Regions from separate parts of the Sus scrofa genome. Here regions 2 and 3 are each linked to region 1. A link is a contact called in public Hi-C and HiChIP or PLAC-seq data. All regions are on one chromosome and are shown on one strand. The core of a region is the stretch at or near the end of the contact, and the rest is flanking DNA. Distances in the headings are between cores, read along the strand shown.

Evidence for each region. A called contact is a pair of places that touch in the nucleus more often than the background predicts. HiChIP or PLAC-seq counts read pairs in DNA pulled down with a chosen protein or histone mark.
Region 2: a contact with region 1 is called in an H3K27ac HiChIP or PLAC-seq map of skeletal muscle. The contact joins two enhancer-like sites. A contact is called at or near these places in 3 of 47 Hi-C or Micro-C datasets (blood, liver and skeletal muscle) and 2 of 2 datasets of contacts at active chromatin or transcription factors (alveolar macrophages and skeletal muscle).
Region 3: a contact with region 1 is called in a Hi-C map of skeletal muscle, with 1.8 times the contacts expected there. The contact joins two enhancer-like sites. A contact is called at or near these places in 1 of 5 promoter capture datasets (liver), 18 of 47 Hi-C or Micro-C datasets (adipocytes, blood, embryonic fibroblasts and 9 more) and 2 of 2 datasets of contacts at active chromatin or transcription factors (alveolar macrophages and skeletal muscle).

What each region holds. Positions count from the first base shown.
Region 1 is chr18:19,219,880-19,222,526 of Sscrofa11.1, reverse strand. It overlaps STRIP2 (striatin-interacting protein 2), which reads left to right. Exons shown (of 21, transcript XM_003134694.6): 18 at 1,909-1,975. Among named protein-coding and RNA genes, the nearest start is that of SMKR1, 21 kb to the right of the region's middle. Within about 2 kb of position 1,351, at least 6 of the 83 cell types and tissues checked have an H3K27ac peak or open chromatin away from gene starts, as enhancers often do. A contact at or near this core is called in liver and skeletal muscle, where this site is marked.
Region 2 is chr18:19,339,437-19,342,083 of Sscrofa11.1, reverse strand. All of the region lies in intron 1 of AHCYL2 (adenosylhomocysteinase 3), which reads left to right. Among named protein-coding and RNA genes, the nearest start is that of STRIP2, 85 kb to the right of the region's middle. Within about 2 kb of position 1,358, at least 14 of the 83 cell types and tissues checked have an H3K27ac peak or open chromatin away from gene starts, as enhancers often do. A contact at or near this core is called in liver and skeletal muscle, where this site is marked.
Region 3 is chr18:19,287,926-19,290,572 of Sscrofa11.1, reverse strand. All of the region lies in intron 6 of AHCYL2 (adenosylhomocysteinase 3), which reads left to right. Among named protein-coding and RNA genes, the nearest start is that of STRIP2, 34 kb to the right of the region's middle. Within about 2 kb of position 1,337, at least 1 of the 83 cell types and tissues checked has an H3K27ac peak or open chromatin away from gene starts, as enhancers often do. A contact at or near this core is called in skeletal muscle, where this site is marked.

The DNA.
Region 1 (2,647 bases), core at 102-2,601:
CCATCTTTGGATCCGTCAGCTGTGGCTGGGGAGTGGGGTTCAGGAGCTAAATGCCTCCCTGCACCATGGGCCTCGAAGCAGGGGTCAGACAATCCAGTAGGCATCCATCAGGTTCAGGTTGGAGTTGAAAGAGCAGTAGTGCCAGACTACACCATTTGCCAAGATTGATCTGGATGCAGTGGTCCTCTGTGTATCATCTGCAAGCTTTACTGTTGCATGATCCCAAGAAACTTGAGCACCCACAGGTCGTTGTTGCACAGTTTCCTCATGGCTCCTAAAATCTAGATATGCCAGAAACTTGTAACTTTATGCCCCCTAAGGCTAGAATTCAGTACACTGAGATTGGAACAATTCATTTTTTTTTTTTTTTTTTTTTTGTCTTTTGTTGTTGTTGTTGTTGTTGTTGCTATTTCTTGGGCCGCTCCCTCGGCATTATTGTTGTTGTTGTTGCTATTTCTTGGGCCGCTCCCGCGGCATATGGAGGTTCCCAGGCTAGGGGTCGAATCGGAGCTGTAGCCACCGGCCTACGCCAAAGCCACAGCAACGCGGGATCCGAGCCGCGTCTGCAACCTACACCACAGCTCACGGCAACGCCGGATCGTCAACCCGCTGAGCAAGGGCAGGGACCGAACCCGCAACCTCATGGTTCCTAGTCGGATTCGTTAACCACTGCGCCACGACGGGAACTCCCGAAACAATTCATTTTTGATTTCCCACCCTCATTTCCTGATCACCAGTACCTACTTTGCCATGGGGCTTTGTCAGTGGGAGGTGGGTGGATGAGTAAATAAGCCAGCCAAGAATGTTTGTCCTAATGGAGCAGAACTGAACTGGCAACCTTGGGAGAATCCAACAGAGTGAAATAAGATGATGAGCAACATTATAGGTAGATCCACTGCCCTCTCCTCTCCTGCCTTTGTGGGTTTCTTGGCTTATTTCTAGCCAAATAAATTGTTGCCTTCTGCTTGGATAGAAGTTTTGACTTTCAAAATGTAGAGACAGGTTCATATTCCTCTTTATAAAAATCTCCACTTTGCTAACATCATTTATCCATTTCCAACTACTCTAGTTCAGATGGATTGCTGTTTAAAACTTCATGGAATGTCGGAACCAGAAGGCTCACTAGAGATTAGCTAGTCTAAATTCTGCATTGTGCCAGTGAGTAAGGGAGAAGAGGAAAGAGAGAGAGAGAGCTGTCATTTTGAGTGACTGTGTCCCTGTCATCATGCAGTACTTATTTCCCCTTCTGACTCATGCCTGCACCCCTGGGTTTACCACAGAGTCTCCAGCCCTCTTTTAGTCCCTCACTGCCTATTTTGGGGGGCAGATGCTATTACCATTCTTGAGCTACTAGACTGGCCTTGCTGCAGGAAGCTGCCTCTGTCTCAAGTTTCCTCTAGGAGTGGCTTCGCCGAACATTTCCCAGACCTGCTGGCTTTCAGAAACATCTGGTAAGAGCCACAGGAGAGGTCTTTGTTTCATCCTCATAGCCATAGGTTATTTGTTGTGAAGTGGGATAAGTTTGGGCAGCATCTCTGGGAAAGCAGTTATATTCACACATACACATAAGCATACTCTTAAATACAGAAACACAAATGCACACAAGCTTATGTATTTCATTGAAGAAGGGAGGAGAAAGGTGGCCATACAGAGGTCTTTCGGCTTTCTCTTGCCTCTGCCATATGGGGGCCAGCCTGAAAGAACTCTGTTGGTTTCTCTCATGGCCATGAGGAGGAGATTGGATCTGGCGTTGCTGGCATCAGAACCCTCAGTTTGAGCTAAAGTCACTAAGCAATCTGGGAAATAGATGGGGCCTGCCGAGGAGAAATAACTCCTGCCCTTTCTCATATAGCCATTTCCTGCCATTGCCATTTACCTAAAAGCTGTCCTTATCTCTGCATCTTGCAGCATCTCGGTCCTGGATTACCCTTGCTGTACCATCCAGGATTTGCCAGAGCTTACTACAGAGAGTCTGGTAAGCAGATGGGGATTTGGTAGCCTTTGAAATTGCCAGGTGGCAGAGGTTGGCATTTGTTCTTCCTTTTCTTCTCTAGCCCCCTAATGCCCTGGTTTGGGAGTCTCAGATCAATAAAGGCACCTTGGCAAGAGCACAGAGGTAGGAGGGGTTTAGAGCTGCCGACCCAGTTGAGAAAGATTTGGAAAAGCTGAGCACAGCGTTTTGTAGGGAAAAGCGTCAGTGCAAAACACTGAGGAGAGAGAATTTAGAAAGATAATGGGAGTCAAGTTGAATGTGAACATCCGTGCTGAATGGCCGGAGACTCTTTTCTGTTCTAGCCTAAAACAATTATCTGTCTTCTTTTTGCTGTGCTTCAGCCTATTCTCATTTCCATATAGGTTATACAACCCAGGAGTGTGTACTTCAGAAAATATTTGTCTTTGTCTCTCTGAGGCAAAAGTCGATTTGGCCCCAGAAGGATGACCCAGAAAGCTCCTCATGCTGGAAAGAGCTTTAGGCAAATCAGAAAAGTCCCTCAGAGTTATTCTGAATCCTGTGAAACTGGCTGATCAACAGCATGTTGAAGATCAACTTAGCTATTACCTCAGCCCATAGCCTCACCCCATTGCACTGTGATTGTCTATCTGTATTTGTTTCCCCATTTGACAGAAAACTCCTTGAAGGAAGAGA
Region 2 (2,647 bases), core at 109-2,608, 120 kb before region 1:
CCTTCTTCTCCCGTTTCCCCCTTGGCACCCACAAGCCTGCTGTCCATGTCTGCGAGTCTGTTTCTGATCTGTAGATAGATTCATCTGTGCCATATTTTAGATTCCACATATTAGTGTTATCATACGGTATTTGTCTTTCTGACTTACTTCACTTAGTATGAGAATCTCTAGTTCCATCTATGTTGCTGCAAATGGCATTATTTTGTTCTTTTTATGGTGGAGTAGTATTCCATTGTGTATATGTACCACATCTTCTTAATCCATTCATTCATTGATGGACATTTAGGTTGTTTTCATGACTTGCAATTGTGAATAGTGCTGCAATGAACATAGAGGTGGATGTATCTTTTTCAATGCAAGTTTTGTCCAGATAGATGCCCAGGAGTGGGATTGCTGGATCATATGGTAGTTCTATATATCGTTTTCTCAGGAACCTCCATACTGTTTTCCATGGTGGTTATACCAATTTACATTCTCACCAACAGTGTAGGAGGGTTCCCTTTTCTCCACATCCTCTCCATTATTTCTTATTGGTAGTCTTATTATTGATGGACATTCTGACCAGTGTGAAGTGGTACCTCATTGTAGTTTTGATCTGCATTTCTCTAATAATTAGTGATGTTGAGCCATCTTTTCATGTGCCTGTTGAAGGCCCCCAAACTTTAAGCAGGAGAATGGATTCAATAATTTATGAATATGCATACATAAAGAATATGAATATGCAGTCAGATACTTTCAGGCAATAAATAATGAACTCCTCAATGCGACATACTAGGATAACTCCTAGAAGCATATTGAGCAGAAAAAATCAGCCTCTTAAGAATAGATCTTTTATGGTATTTATATCAGGTTCAAAATTTGATAAGTAGTGATAGGAATCAGAGATTCCCTTTAGGGAAGAGTGAAGGTAATAACTGGGGGGGGAGGGGCAGGGGCAAGACTCTAGAGTGCTGGTAGTGTTCTGTTTCCTTATCTGGATAGTGGTTCCATAGGTGTGCTGACTTTTGAAATTTTATCGAAATGTAACTCTTTGACTTGTATACTTTTTCCATAGGTAAGTCATATGTCAATTTAATTTTAAAGAAAAGAAATGTGAAAAATCCACATTCCGCATTTACTTAATGGCATTATGTTTCATTATCTTATCCTACACCCTTCTCCCACTTCCTACTATGTGATAAAAATGAGGGCCCTGAATATAGATCCCTCCCCACTCTTATTCTGGTTGTTTTCAAGTCTAAGGAGAAGTTTTCAAGTCTAAATGTGACCTCTTTTTGAGAACAGTTTTAGCTAGAGGTGCTAACTATGCAGCAAACTGAACTCTGACCTAAGTGGAACTCTATTAGCTGTGTCAGGAGATTGAGGATTTAAGTCCACACTCCACTCCCAGATTCCAGAGGACTTAGCAGGGAGTGGGGAAAGGTGGCTTGGTGCCTGCTTTAGTGTTCTCTCGTCTGTATTCCTTAATTGTAAAAGTGGCTGGATCAGTCAGTGGCAAGGAGGTACATTTAGCTGTACTAGGCATAGTTTTTGTTAGGATGTTTCTTTTTATGATTTTGTCAGTTCTTACTCATACCTGTGTCCCTTTTCCTTCCCTGTTTTCTTTCATATTTTAAAAATTGAAGTATAGTTGATTTACAGTGTGCCAATTTCTGCTGTACAACAAAGTGACCCAGTCGTGTGTATATACATATATATACGTGTGTGTATATGTGTGTGTGTATATATATTCTTTTTATCATATTATCTTGCATCATGTTCTATCCCAGGAGATTGGGTACAGTTCCCTGTGCTATACATTAAGACCTCATTGCTTATCCATTCTAAATGTAACCTTTTCCTTCCTTTTACCCTTCAGGTGGGGTTTAACTGAGTTAGCTGTTCCTAGATTAAGTCTTTTTTTTTTCTTTTCATTCACACATTCATTGGTTGTTTGCTATGTGCTTGGAATACAGGAATGAGACATATCATATCTGCCCTCGAATTTATTGCAGTCCTAGTGTGGAAACAAATGTTCAGTTATAGTATTAGTACTGATATGTGCTGTAATAGAGATCAGTCTGGGCGATTACTCAGTAACTTAGAGAGTTGATTCTTAACCTAGACCAGGAGCTGGAAATATGTACTGAAGGAAGTTAGAGCTAAGCTACATTTCGGAAGATGTATGTGTGTAAGGTATGTGTGTGTGTGTGTGTGTGTGTGTGTGTGTGTGTGTGTGTTTAAGTGGGAATGTGGGGGAATTCAGAGAGCTGAGGGCTGAGGCTCAGAAAGTATGCAGAGGTTAAGTCATAAAGGGTCTTGTGTGTCGTGCTAAGGAGTATGAATTTGAAGACAGTGGAGAGCTTTTGAGGCATTATGAACCAGGAGTGATGTAATCATATTTTTAAATAACTGTGCTGATGATAACCACTTATAAATATGTTAATTTAATGAATCGATACAGACTATCACAGGGATGGAGTTATCTAGGCCCCGTTAAAGTGTAGTCTCAGCAGTATTGGCATCATCTGAGAGCTGTTAAAGATAAAGAATCTTCAGAAGTTCCCTTGTGCCTCAGTGGGTTAAGGATCTGGCATTGTCACTGCAGTGGCATGGGTTACTGCTGTGGTGTGGGGTTGATCCCTGGCCGGGGAGTTTTGCATGCTTG
Region 3 (2,647 bases), core at 88-2,587, 68 kb before region 1:
ATCCTCATGGAGACTCCATTGAGTCTTTAACCTGCTGAGCCACAGTGGGAGCTCCTGTTTCATTTTTTAAAAGATCAAGTTCTTGGAATTCCCACTGTGGTGCAGCGGGTTAAAGATCTGGCATAGTCTCTGCAGCAACTTGGGTCACTACTTAGGCATGAGTTCAGTCCTCAGCCTGGTGCAGTGGGTTAAGGATCCTGTATTGCAGCAGCTGTAGTGTAGGTCACAGCTGTGGCTCACGTTTGATCCCTGGCCTATGAACGTCCATATGCCACAGGTACAGCTAAAAAGAAAAATCAAGTTTTGTGGTTTTTTGTTTTTTGTTTGCCCTAGCCTGTAACTCCTGCAAGCAGAAGTTCTTGGACCAGGGATCAAACCCTCACCATAGCAGTTACCCCAGCTGCCACAGTGACAACACCTGATCTTTAACCTGCTGCACCACAAGGGAACTCCTAAAAGACCAAGTTCTTTTTTTATTTATTAAAGGATAGTTGATTTTTGGATTCACAGTTCAACAGATCTTGGAAGACAATGAAAATAAACTTAGCATTTTTGGGTCGTTGGAAAAAAAACAAAGGATAGTTGATTTATAATATTGTGCCAATTTCTGCTGTATAGCAAAGTGACCCAATCATGCATATATATACACACATTCCTTTTCTTATATTATCTTCCATCATGGTCTGTCCCAAGAGATTGGGTATAGTTCCCTGTGCTCTACAGTACGACCTCATTGCTTATCCATTCTAAATGTAAGTTTGCATCTACTAACCCCAAACTCCCGGTCCATCCCTCTCTCCCTTTGGCAACCATACATTGGTTTCCTATGTCTGTGAGTCCATTTCTGTTTTGTAAATAGGTTCATCTGTGCTATATTGTAGATTCCATGTATAAGTGATATCATATGATAATTTGTCTTTCTCTGACTTACTTCACTTAGTATGATAATCTCTAGTTCCATCCATGTTGCTGCAGATGGCGTTATTTCATTTTAAAAGATCAAGTTCTTAAAGGCTGATAGAATATTAGATTTACAAGGGGAAGCAAAAAGTTGCACCAAGTATGATGCATTCCTACTTTACAAACCATTCTGCATATGAGTGAGAAAAGAAATTGGGGAACCTTCTGAAACAAGAATCCTTGAAGCTGTAGCCCAACTGTTGCTTGCTGCTAAAAACTACAGAGTAGGCTTCGCCTGGTACACAACAGTGAGAAACAACCTATCTTTCTGGATTCTGTGATCCAGGTCACACTGCACTAAATGTTGGTTTGAGGAAGCTGGATTTAAAGCCTTGGTATCCTGAAAGGGAAAGAGGAGTTGGCTGTAAGATGAGTCAACTCATTCCAGCAGAGTTTAACAGTGACAGCAGGAAGTGTGACTGACAGACACTAAAGGAGATATGCCATTGGGTTTTACTAGAAATGAAACATTAATTTTATAGTCATGAACATAGAGAAAACAAGGGATTGTACACAGTAAGTTTTTATACACTGTAGAGCCAACACAAACTGCTGGAAATGTTGGCAGAGAGTAAGACAAAGAATAAAAGCAACTGGACCCCAGAAAACAGGACCCATACCTTTTTGGATCCTGTCAAGAGCTAGTACTTTTACTTGCTTTCCAACCTCAGGAAGATTCCCAGGTGCCAAGAATTTTCTGCACTAGAATGACAGGGTGAGAATTATGGGCTACAATCATTAAATTAATAGTAGCGATAGCAATTCCCTGAGTGTATTCGATACCTTTATTAAAAGGGAAAAGTGGACAAGGATAGTGAGACTCAAGACAGTCTTTCTTTGTCTCTGATCTTTTGTGTGATTAGGGACCAGAGGCTGCAAGGGAAAACTCCATGAGGGATTTCACACATGTAAACAGAGAGAAACTCAGAGGAGCCTTTTCATTTCTTAGGGCATCTGTTCTGAGGGTTTCTACTGGGAGAAGATGGAGCACTGACTTGCAGTATGGAGCAGTGTAAGAGTTTTATTAAGAGTCCCACCTTGGATCTCTGCTCTTAAAATAAGGTTTAGTAGCATCAGAGAAAATAGATCCATCGTAAGAGCAGAAGCAAAAAAGAAATCAGGTGGTAGATGTGAGGTTGGAAATTTCGTGTACCCAGCCATCCAGGGTGGCAACTTTGGCACTTGTAGTAGAGTTGACAACTGATGGCACTGCCAAATGGGTGCACGTCAGCAGAGGGCAGCTCAGTCCTATGGGTCTTTCCTGGAGAGTAGGTGTATCAGTTTGGCAAGTCCTGCCAAGCATTTCTAACAGCTAGAGGAAGGGCTGAAATGCCACAGCCTACTGCCTAATAGTATTCTAAGCTGGTCTTTCATTAGCTTATTTATTATTCAGAAACTTTCCTCTGCTGATGAAGCTCCAGTGGGCACAGCATCCGAACCTGAAATAGTGATGAGCTGTTCAGAGGCATGTTTGCACACCTACATGCTGTGCAGTTCCCTGGTTATTTTTAATTTGGTTTATAGAGAGTGTGAGGTTGTGCTAGGCAAAACCCTACAGTGCTGCCTGATCATTTTGGGTAGGGGAATGCCTGTACTTAGAGAAAAAAGTAAAGGATTAACAAATACAGTTTTGTAAGCCATTGTTCTGGGAGGGAGACTAATTATTTAAGCTTTAATTATATTTTAA